Linked DNA regions of Mus musculus: all the other regions are linked to region 1. A link is a contact called in public Hi-C data. All regions are on one chromosome and are shown on one strand. The core of a region is the stretch at or near the end of the contact, and the rest is flanking DNA. Distances in the headings are between cores, read along the strand shown. Region 1 has its middle 46 kb from the start of Mir5129. Region 2 has its middle 25 kb from the start of Gm39806. Region 3 overlaps Gtdc1 (glycosyltransferase-like domain containing 1).

Region 1 (2,531 bases), core at 17-2,516:
TTGCAGATGTAGTCAAGATAAGCCGAGGCTACTGTAGTGCACTAATGCAATATGACACACTTACACAAGGAGGCTTTGACAAGACAGTGGCAGAAACTATAAAGATATGTCTCCAAAGCAAAGAGCACAATGATTGCCAGCTGTCCCCAGCAGCAAGGAGACAGAAACAAACACATTCTCCTTTAGGTTACTAGACGGAAACAATTCCGGGAATTTGTGTTTGTAGCCTCCAGAATTGCAAAAGATGATGTCTGAGTTGTTTTCAGCTACCCAGCTTTACAGCTCTTTGTTACTGAGTACTCAGAAGCCGCTGCACTCCCCAAACCAGCAATGGCAAGGCCTGACCATCCACTACAGGGAATGTCCAACGTAAGCATTCTCCAGGTGACTGCGCCTTTAATAAAACAAACAAGAGCAGGAATGTCCTTTCCAGTTTTGAAATACAAACCATAAGGATAAAGACAAACTGCCTGCTCATTTTTCCCCCAAAATATCTTTTTTTTCCCCCTACAAGGTAGACTTTTTAGTTAGGATAGTTAAGTTCTTGCTGAAAAGAGCACTGAGGTGCAGGAGTTTCTGACTGATCTCCTACAGAGAGCTTTCCTGTCTCTTGTCCCACATGGTGTCCCTTAGCACGAGGAGCACAGAGTGAGTCAGATAGTCCAGTTACAGGTCTGTGGCTTGTGTCAGTGGGAGAGGGGAATAAGAACAAGTAGCATGAATTGGGAAATCATGTCAGAGGGCAGACCAAGATAATGGAAGCCCCGGAAAACAAAGGAAACCATGGGGTATGGGAACCAAGACCTTGCTTCAGGTAGAAATATCAAAGGAGAACAATAGCATTTTAAAATCTTAATTAAAGACTTAAAAATCATGTGTGTGTGTGTGTGTGTGTGTGTGTGGTGGGGGTGGGGTGGGAGGAAGTGGGTGTCATCTAAAAATCCTTCTTTATTTTCTCCAACTAGAGTGTGGTCATAGAAATAAGGGAGCTATGTCCTCTCTTTAGATTCATCACTCTGGTATGATCTGAACCTTCTCCAAATCCATGTCTCCTTGAAATTGGCTAATAATTCCTGCAACATACTTAAGTCACTGAGACTTGGGGAGACTCTGGGGAGTTCTGTGGGTGAGGCATGCCGGGAGTGAGTCAACTGTGCGTGTTGTTAATATATTGCTCTTGCAGCCAGTGAGACCAGGTACTGCAAGGAGTTCTCAGGGGTCTGGGAGCTCTGTTCTGCCCCATTACTCCAGCCTGCCACTGCCAACCCACCCATGAGCAGACCACAAAAGGTGTAGGTGTGAAAGAGAGGGCTCAGTTCTCTGAACATGTCATCTCTTGGCTAGAAAAACAAACTCAATCCACGTCTCCTTCACAGAGAGGCGGGGTGCGGTCCTTCATGTTTTATTTCTAGAGGATAATATATCATCTTGAAAGCCAGGTTTAATGTGCTTTTTGGTCTAAACACTGTGGTATTTTTTATATGCCATTAGCGCATTATTACATGTTTCTAGCAATAACAGTCCCACCTAATGTATTTAATTTGTTTTGAAAATCATAGAGCATCTTTACACATAGAACAGACAGCTTTTAATCCCCTCGATGACTTCCTCTTTAAAAGTACTCTTAAATCTCTAACCACATTCCTCTTGGTTTCCCTCCTACACACTGACCAAGATTTGTTTTTTCACTCAACCCTTAAATGGTAGCATTTCCCAGAGCCCCCTGGGGATCTCTGCTCTCCTCATTCCCGTCCCCCTGCTTCAGTGTCTCTTTCAACACTCACTGCTTTAATTCCTGCTTGTGTAACAGAGGCTCAATATGTACCAACCAAGTCAGACTTCCTCTGAGGCACAGGCCTGCCTGCCTATAGGAACTCTGAGAGTCACAGCCCGAGGCTCTCAAAACAGCTTAGTACATTCAAACGGGAATTGCTGTATTCCACCCCTTCCCTCTATAAAACCTATGACATCCTTACTGATGCTCGTGGCTTAGCACTTGCTAAAGCATCCCGTGGGCCCCAAATTCTTTTCAGCTCTTGTTGGTTTTGTTTCTATCTGTTGCTTCTAAACTTCCTAAGCCTCTAAGTCCCTTCAGAATAAAATACGTTCTCTGTGTACCCACTCTTGTGAGCTAACATCACAAGGATATGGTTAATAAATTATAACATACATTTTGTGTGTGTGTGTGTGTGTGTGTGCACATATATGGACTATTATCAGACTTAAAGAAGAACAAAATTATGTCCTTTGTAGAGAAATATGTGGGACTAGCAGTCATCATGTTAAGTAAAATAAGCCAGACTTAGAAGGACAAATATTACACTTTCTTTCATATGTGGAATCTAGATTTTTTTTAAAAGACATGACTCCTCACCTGGGAAGGGACTTCTATTGCTACCAAGAGAAGGAAAGCCAGCTTTCTTCAATGTAATACCTGGTATACTGAACAAACTCTGGGGCAGGCATAGGAGGAATTGGCCAACACAATCTGGACTGACTCGCTGAGCCTTAAGGGATGAAGAGGGAGGCCA
Region 2 (2,531 bases), core at 12-2,511, 450 kb after region 1:
AAGAGTTTTCACATCATGAGAGAGGGAATAATTTGTATGAGCTCAGGTTTCACGTTAGCAGAAAAAGAGAAGCAATGCGTTGGTGGTGTTTTTATGACTTAGCTCCTCTGAGATATCAAAAGGCCACAACCATTGCTGAGATTTTAAGAATGGAATCCTGTCACTGCTGGGATCACACCTGCAGCCAACCCACACTAAAATCTTTATACATGTGTTTTTTTGTGGTACTGTGGATTAGACCCAGGCCTTCAAACATACTAAGCGCATACATACTGCTGAGGTAAAGCTCCGTCCCTCCATGTTGGCATTGATTTCATATTAAGGATAAATAACTTATGTAAAGTTATATGCTTACACTACTTTGAATTTCTTTACGTAAACAATGCCAGAATTTTATCTAAATCATATTTGGGGGATGGGGAGCAGTCTTACCTTGTAGTCCCTGGCTAACCTGGAACTCAGTACGAAGACCAGGCTGGCTTAACTCTGATCATTTGCCTCATATTGAGATTAGAGCTATTCACTACCATGGGCACTCAGAAGACTAGTGAATATGTTTTATAGGATATATATAGGTAGAGTTGTCGTCTTCTTCTTCTCCTTCTCCTTCTTCTTCTTCTCTATTCCCAGTATGACCCTCGAAAAGGAAAAAGATGAAGCCAGGCCTTGTTTACATAAGATAGCCAGAGCAATGTAGTGAGAGACCCAGTCTCAAAAACAAACAAAAAAGCAACAAAAGTTTATGAAAAAAGATGAAAAGACGTTAAAAGAATCTGTGGGAAGCAACAAGAGATGGGGGAGGTGTCAAATAACAAACAAATAACAAATTGACAGAAGGAAGGAATTTTTAAAAGTTAATAAAACAAAAATATATGATAAGGATGTCCAAAGAATTCTGGGATATGCAGCCTGTGTTCAAGGGGCTCTCCACTGTACCTGCTGGACAGGCTCCACTGCTCTGTCAGCTACAAGTGATTCTTCCATTTAGTCAGTGAAATCAGAGAACTTAAATAAATCATTGAAGACAGAAGGATTAGTAAAAGCTCGAAATGAAATCACACCCCAAATTATGTGTGCTGGGAAGGACTAGGCAGGCCATGCTGTCCCTCTGGGTGGAACAGAGAAGTCTGTCTTCTCCTTGGGCCCTTTCTTCTCCAGCTAATTACACAGCTGATTACTACCGAACAAAGGGAGACACAGAAGAGAAGGCTGACCAGGGTGAGCAGGGCCCGGCTGGGAGAAAGGAAGATGACTCATTGAAAAACCCTTTGTCCAGCCTGCTGCTGTGTCTGTGGTGACATCCTGGGCCTGGAAGAGTGGGGACTCCAGATGTGAGGAACTGAGGCGTTTTTTTTTTTTTTAGACCCAGGCAAGCCACAAAACAGCCATAAAAGCCCTTCAGATTTCTTTCTTCATTTTCTTTCACAAGACCTGGCCTGGTATGGCCTGGCCTTAGGGAGGGAGCCTCCCTCCAGAGCAGCTAACCAAGAGGCCAGGGGCTCTTCTGCCTGTGTGGCATGCTCAAGACTCCTTCTCTTTCTTATTAAGCCCCCAACCAATTTATAGTTTCCATTTTACTCAACAGAGAGCACTGGCAGGAGACAGAAGTGCAGAGAGCTAAGGATTGTGACTTTGAACCAGCGAAGGTGACTGTCTGCCATTTGCCAACAGTGAGGTAAAAAAAAAAGGGGGGGGGCAGATAGGTATTCTAAAACATTTTTTAAAAGTTTTAAAAAAATCAGGATCTTGTCCTTCTTAAGAAAATGCTCTGTACAGATTTTACTACATCAGAAAAAAATCATTCCCATTTTGTGATATTTTTGAGAAAGAAATAAAGGTCATTTGAAATTTCCCAATTCTATTTTGCTGTTGTCTTGAATAATTCTGGATAGAGCCATTGTTTAAACTTTTTCTATTCTAATCAAAGATGGGTTTGAGGCTTTTAAATAAGACCAAGGGTTAAAGAATGACTACTTAGCCTGCTAAATATTTCAGTGAGGGAGTGGGAGTCTCGGCCTTTTGAGTTCTCTTCCTCCTTTCAAGTGCCTAGGTTAAAAATTAAGCCCCTGCAGTGAAGGGCACCTGTATTTGTTTGCCCTGTTATGCTGCTATTCTGAGATGCTTTACAGCTGTCTAAATTAGCATAATTAAATCCACATCAATTAAAAGCCTCAATCACCCCTCTCCGCTTCACATGTAGATGGTGACATTTGTCTAAGGTGGTAAGTAACAAAGAGACTTTTTAACAGTTGAAGACCTGGCTGAAAAGGTGGTTGCTGGGATTGATCCATTGTAAAGGGTTTACCTTAATGCTCCGCAAGTGGTCAATGAGAGTTATTTGGTCAAAGTAGTGGAAGTTTGCATTTCAATGCTGCTGGCCGTTAAAGAAGTGCCTTTTACCACAGGCCTCGTGGGGCAGGGCTCTTTATCCTCCAGTAATGAGGAGAAACAAAGAGGCATTCTGACCTGGCCAGAGAACCCTTTACTTTTAAAGGAGGGGGAACCCTGTGACCTCAGGACCAAGGGAAGAT
Region 3 (2,531 bases), core at 24-2,523, 340 kb after region 1:
TGAGTTCCAGGACAGCCAGGGCTGCACAGAGAAACCCTGTCTTGAAAAACCAAAAAAAAAAAAAAAAAAAAAAAAAGAAAAAAAAAAGGAATAATCCCAGCATTAGATAAGGTGTCAAAGAGCAAAAGAGCAAAGTGACCAGAAGACTGCACAAAGGCCCATAGTGCCGGTAGGAAACTAGGGGAAAAGAAGGAAAAAGAAGTATGACTTAAGAAAGTCTGCTTCCACTGAGAGAGGGAATTCTATCGTGGGAAGTTTACCTAGGGATTTTCCTAACTATTGAATTACTAGAGGAAACCTTGTATAAGCTAGAATTTAGTTACCTTAGAGAGCTTCTTTGTCAGGGCAGTAGAAATAAGTCATTCATGTTGGCAAAGATGCAAGGTAGATTTCATATTGTCAGACATTCATAAGGACTTTGAATTTCTGTGTGAAGACTATATCCTAAAGGAGTTTTATAAAATTGGGTAAGTGAATTGCTCATACAAGTAGGCAGTTAAATTAGCAAAGTATATAATCTAAAACACTTTGAAACTAAGAGAGAATGGGAATTCGAGACATAACCATTTAAGATAAATAATACTAGTCATATATATATACACTGCTCTAAGAGAGTCCATATAAACAAATGGTGAAAGAAAAGTTACCCCCAAAGTGGAGATTTGTAGAAATTACTCTTACAAATCATGGTGGAAAATAAAAACAAGTAGGAATAGGCTCGTAGGAACAAAACCATTGTTTCCTTAGGACAGCCTTATATCGGAGCCACTTAAAGGGAAGGAATCAGGAAACCAGCCTTCACAGTAGGAGAGGAGTCTCTTTCTCTGTCTTTACTAAGTTTGTCTCATCTCTAGCACCAGACACAGCTAATAAGGCCTGTCTGGTGGTCACAAATCTTATTTCAGTTTCAACATGCATTTCTTGGGCCTATGAATAGTTAGATGATATCTTCTTGTTAATTTTAACTGAAACTAATTTTTATGGATGATTATTTTTTATCACAAATCTGTCCTGTCCAAGGAAGATACTCTCTCTCAAGATTGCTGTCAGTATTTCATGTCACCTTTGAATGCTTACACCACAGAAGACAAATGTTGACTCTGATACCAAATTCTATCTATTAAAACAAACAAACAAACAAAAAGAAAGAAAGAAAAAGCAGTCTCAGCCATTGTAGTGCTATTTGGTGTCTCATTCTTCAAAGCACTTGTGCTGGGTGTGTGAGATTATGACTGGCTCATCTGTGACTAGACTCTGTTCAAACAACTTTCATGGACATGTGCCACCTATTTTACTAATATTTGCCCTTAGTCATCACCAGTGAAATAGAGCATGCCTCTATACCACAGCCAACCAATCAACCAAGAATAGGACTCTCTCCTTAATGCTGTGGCTTATAAACATACAGTTATAATTAGCATGCATTTCTTTTTGCTTGTGATTCTTCTATTTAGTAAAGATAGCATTGCAGGAGGTAAAGAGAGAATGTGTATACAATCAAATTCTGTGTCAAGAGGTTTGCTTTTATACTTTATAGATACATTAGAAAGTATATAAATCTGCTTACCATATAATTGATGTATTGGAGACATGTGGGTGAGCATGATCTTTTAATTATCTTTGCTATTTGCTTATGTGAGTAAATTCTAAAAATGTTAATTTGTAATTAATTTCTAACACATTGTTGGGCAACAGTGAATAGGGTTTTGGTTTTATTTTGTTGTTGTTGTTGTTTTTGTTGTTGTTGTTTGGTTTGGTTTAGTCTTTTGTAAATTACCCAAAGGCTTAGATTACTGTATGGTCTGTTTGTGTCTTACTGGTTAGTTTTAGAAGTTACTTATTTCTTATTCCTCTTTACTTTCTCCCTAAGTTGGTTTCAATTCAAGAATCCACAGAAACCACTTACGTGACCGTGCTTGATTTTTATGTCATCTGTATTTTCTGAACCATGTCTTCTTCTGTCACCTTTGCATGAGTCTTATGCTTTCTTTCATATTCCCTACTAATATTGTCTACTAACACAGACCCATGTAGAGTTTCTCCTTTGAAGTCATCATTTTCCCAAGGGCATGCCTCTTCACATCCCTCCCACCATCACTAGTATAGAACAGTTATCACCCATCTGCCTGCCCCATGCTTTTCACCCATGGTTCTTCAGGCCTCAAGTAGCATTTCTTAGAGTTTCCCGGGTCAACTATCAGTTCTGAAGATGCCATATTAGGGAGGTTTCTTGTTACATAGGGTGCTAAGTTTGGGAGAGTTTTTATTTATTATGATATGAGAGGTACTCAAATGAGAGGATAAATAGACATTTGTATAGTATTTGGTATTGTGCAACTGTAAAAGCCCTTCACTGGATGAATGTTGTGTAACCCTCATTTCCTAAACTTGTTTTCTTAAGAAACATTTTTGGAGCCGGGTGTGGCGGCGCATGCCTTTTATCCCAGCACTTGGGAGGCAGAGGCAGGCGGATTTCTGAGTTCGAGGCCAGCCTGGTCTACAGAGTGAGTTCCAGGACAGCCAGGGCTATA

The links. Hi-C and Micro-C count contacts between places; a contact is called where the count stands out from the background.
Region 2: a Hi-C map of embryonic fibroblasts shows a contact between it and region 1, with 5 times the contacts expected there. The contact joins two enhancer-like sites. A contact is called at or near these places in 1 of 15 datasets of contacts at CTCF or cohesin (the NIH/3T3 cell line), 2 of 484 Hi-C or Micro-C datasets (embryonic fibroblasts and myocytes), 3 of 115 datasets of contacts at active chromatin or transcription factors (all in embryonic stem cells) and 1 of 9 other capture datasets (embryonic stem cells).
Region 3: a contact with region 1 is called in a Hi-C map of pancreatic cancer cells, with 2.8 times the contacts expected there. The contact joins two enhancer-like sites. A contact is called at or near these places in 2 of 484 Hi-C or Micro-C datasets (cerebral cortex and pancreatic cancer cells).

What each region holds. Positions count from the first base shown.
Region 1 is chr2:44,975,901-44,978,431 of GRCm38.p6, reverse strand. No RefSeq gene overlaps it. Among named protein-coding and RNA genes, the nearest start is that of Mir5129, 46 kb to the left of the region's middle. Within about 2 kb of position 1,266, at least 87 of the 459 cell types and tissues checked have an H3K27ac peak or open chromatin away from gene starts, as enhancers often do. A contact at or near this core is called in the NIH/3T3 cell line, embryonic fibroblasts and pancreatic cancer cells, where this site is marked.
Region 2 is chr2:44,525,256-44,527,786 of GRCm38.p6, reverse strand. No RefSeq gene overlaps it. Among named protein-coding and RNA genes, the nearest start is that of Gm39806, 25 kb to the right of the region's middle. Within about 2 kb of position 1,261, at least 140 of the 459 cell types and tissues checked have an H3K27ac peak or open chromatin away from gene starts, as enhancers often do. A contact at or near this core is called in the NIH/3T3 cell line and embryonic fibroblasts, where this site is marked.
Region 3 is chr2:44,640,858-44,643,388 of GRCm38.p6, reverse strand. All of the region lies in intron 5 of Gtdc1 (glycosyltransferase-like domain containing 1), which reads left to right. Among named protein-coding and RNA genes, the nearest start is that of Gm52509, 13 kb to the left of the region's middle. Within about 2 kb of position 1,273, at least 8 of the 459 cell types and tissues checked have an H3K27ac peak or open chromatin away from gene starts, as enhancers often do. A contact at or near this core is called in pancreatic cancer cells, where this site is marked.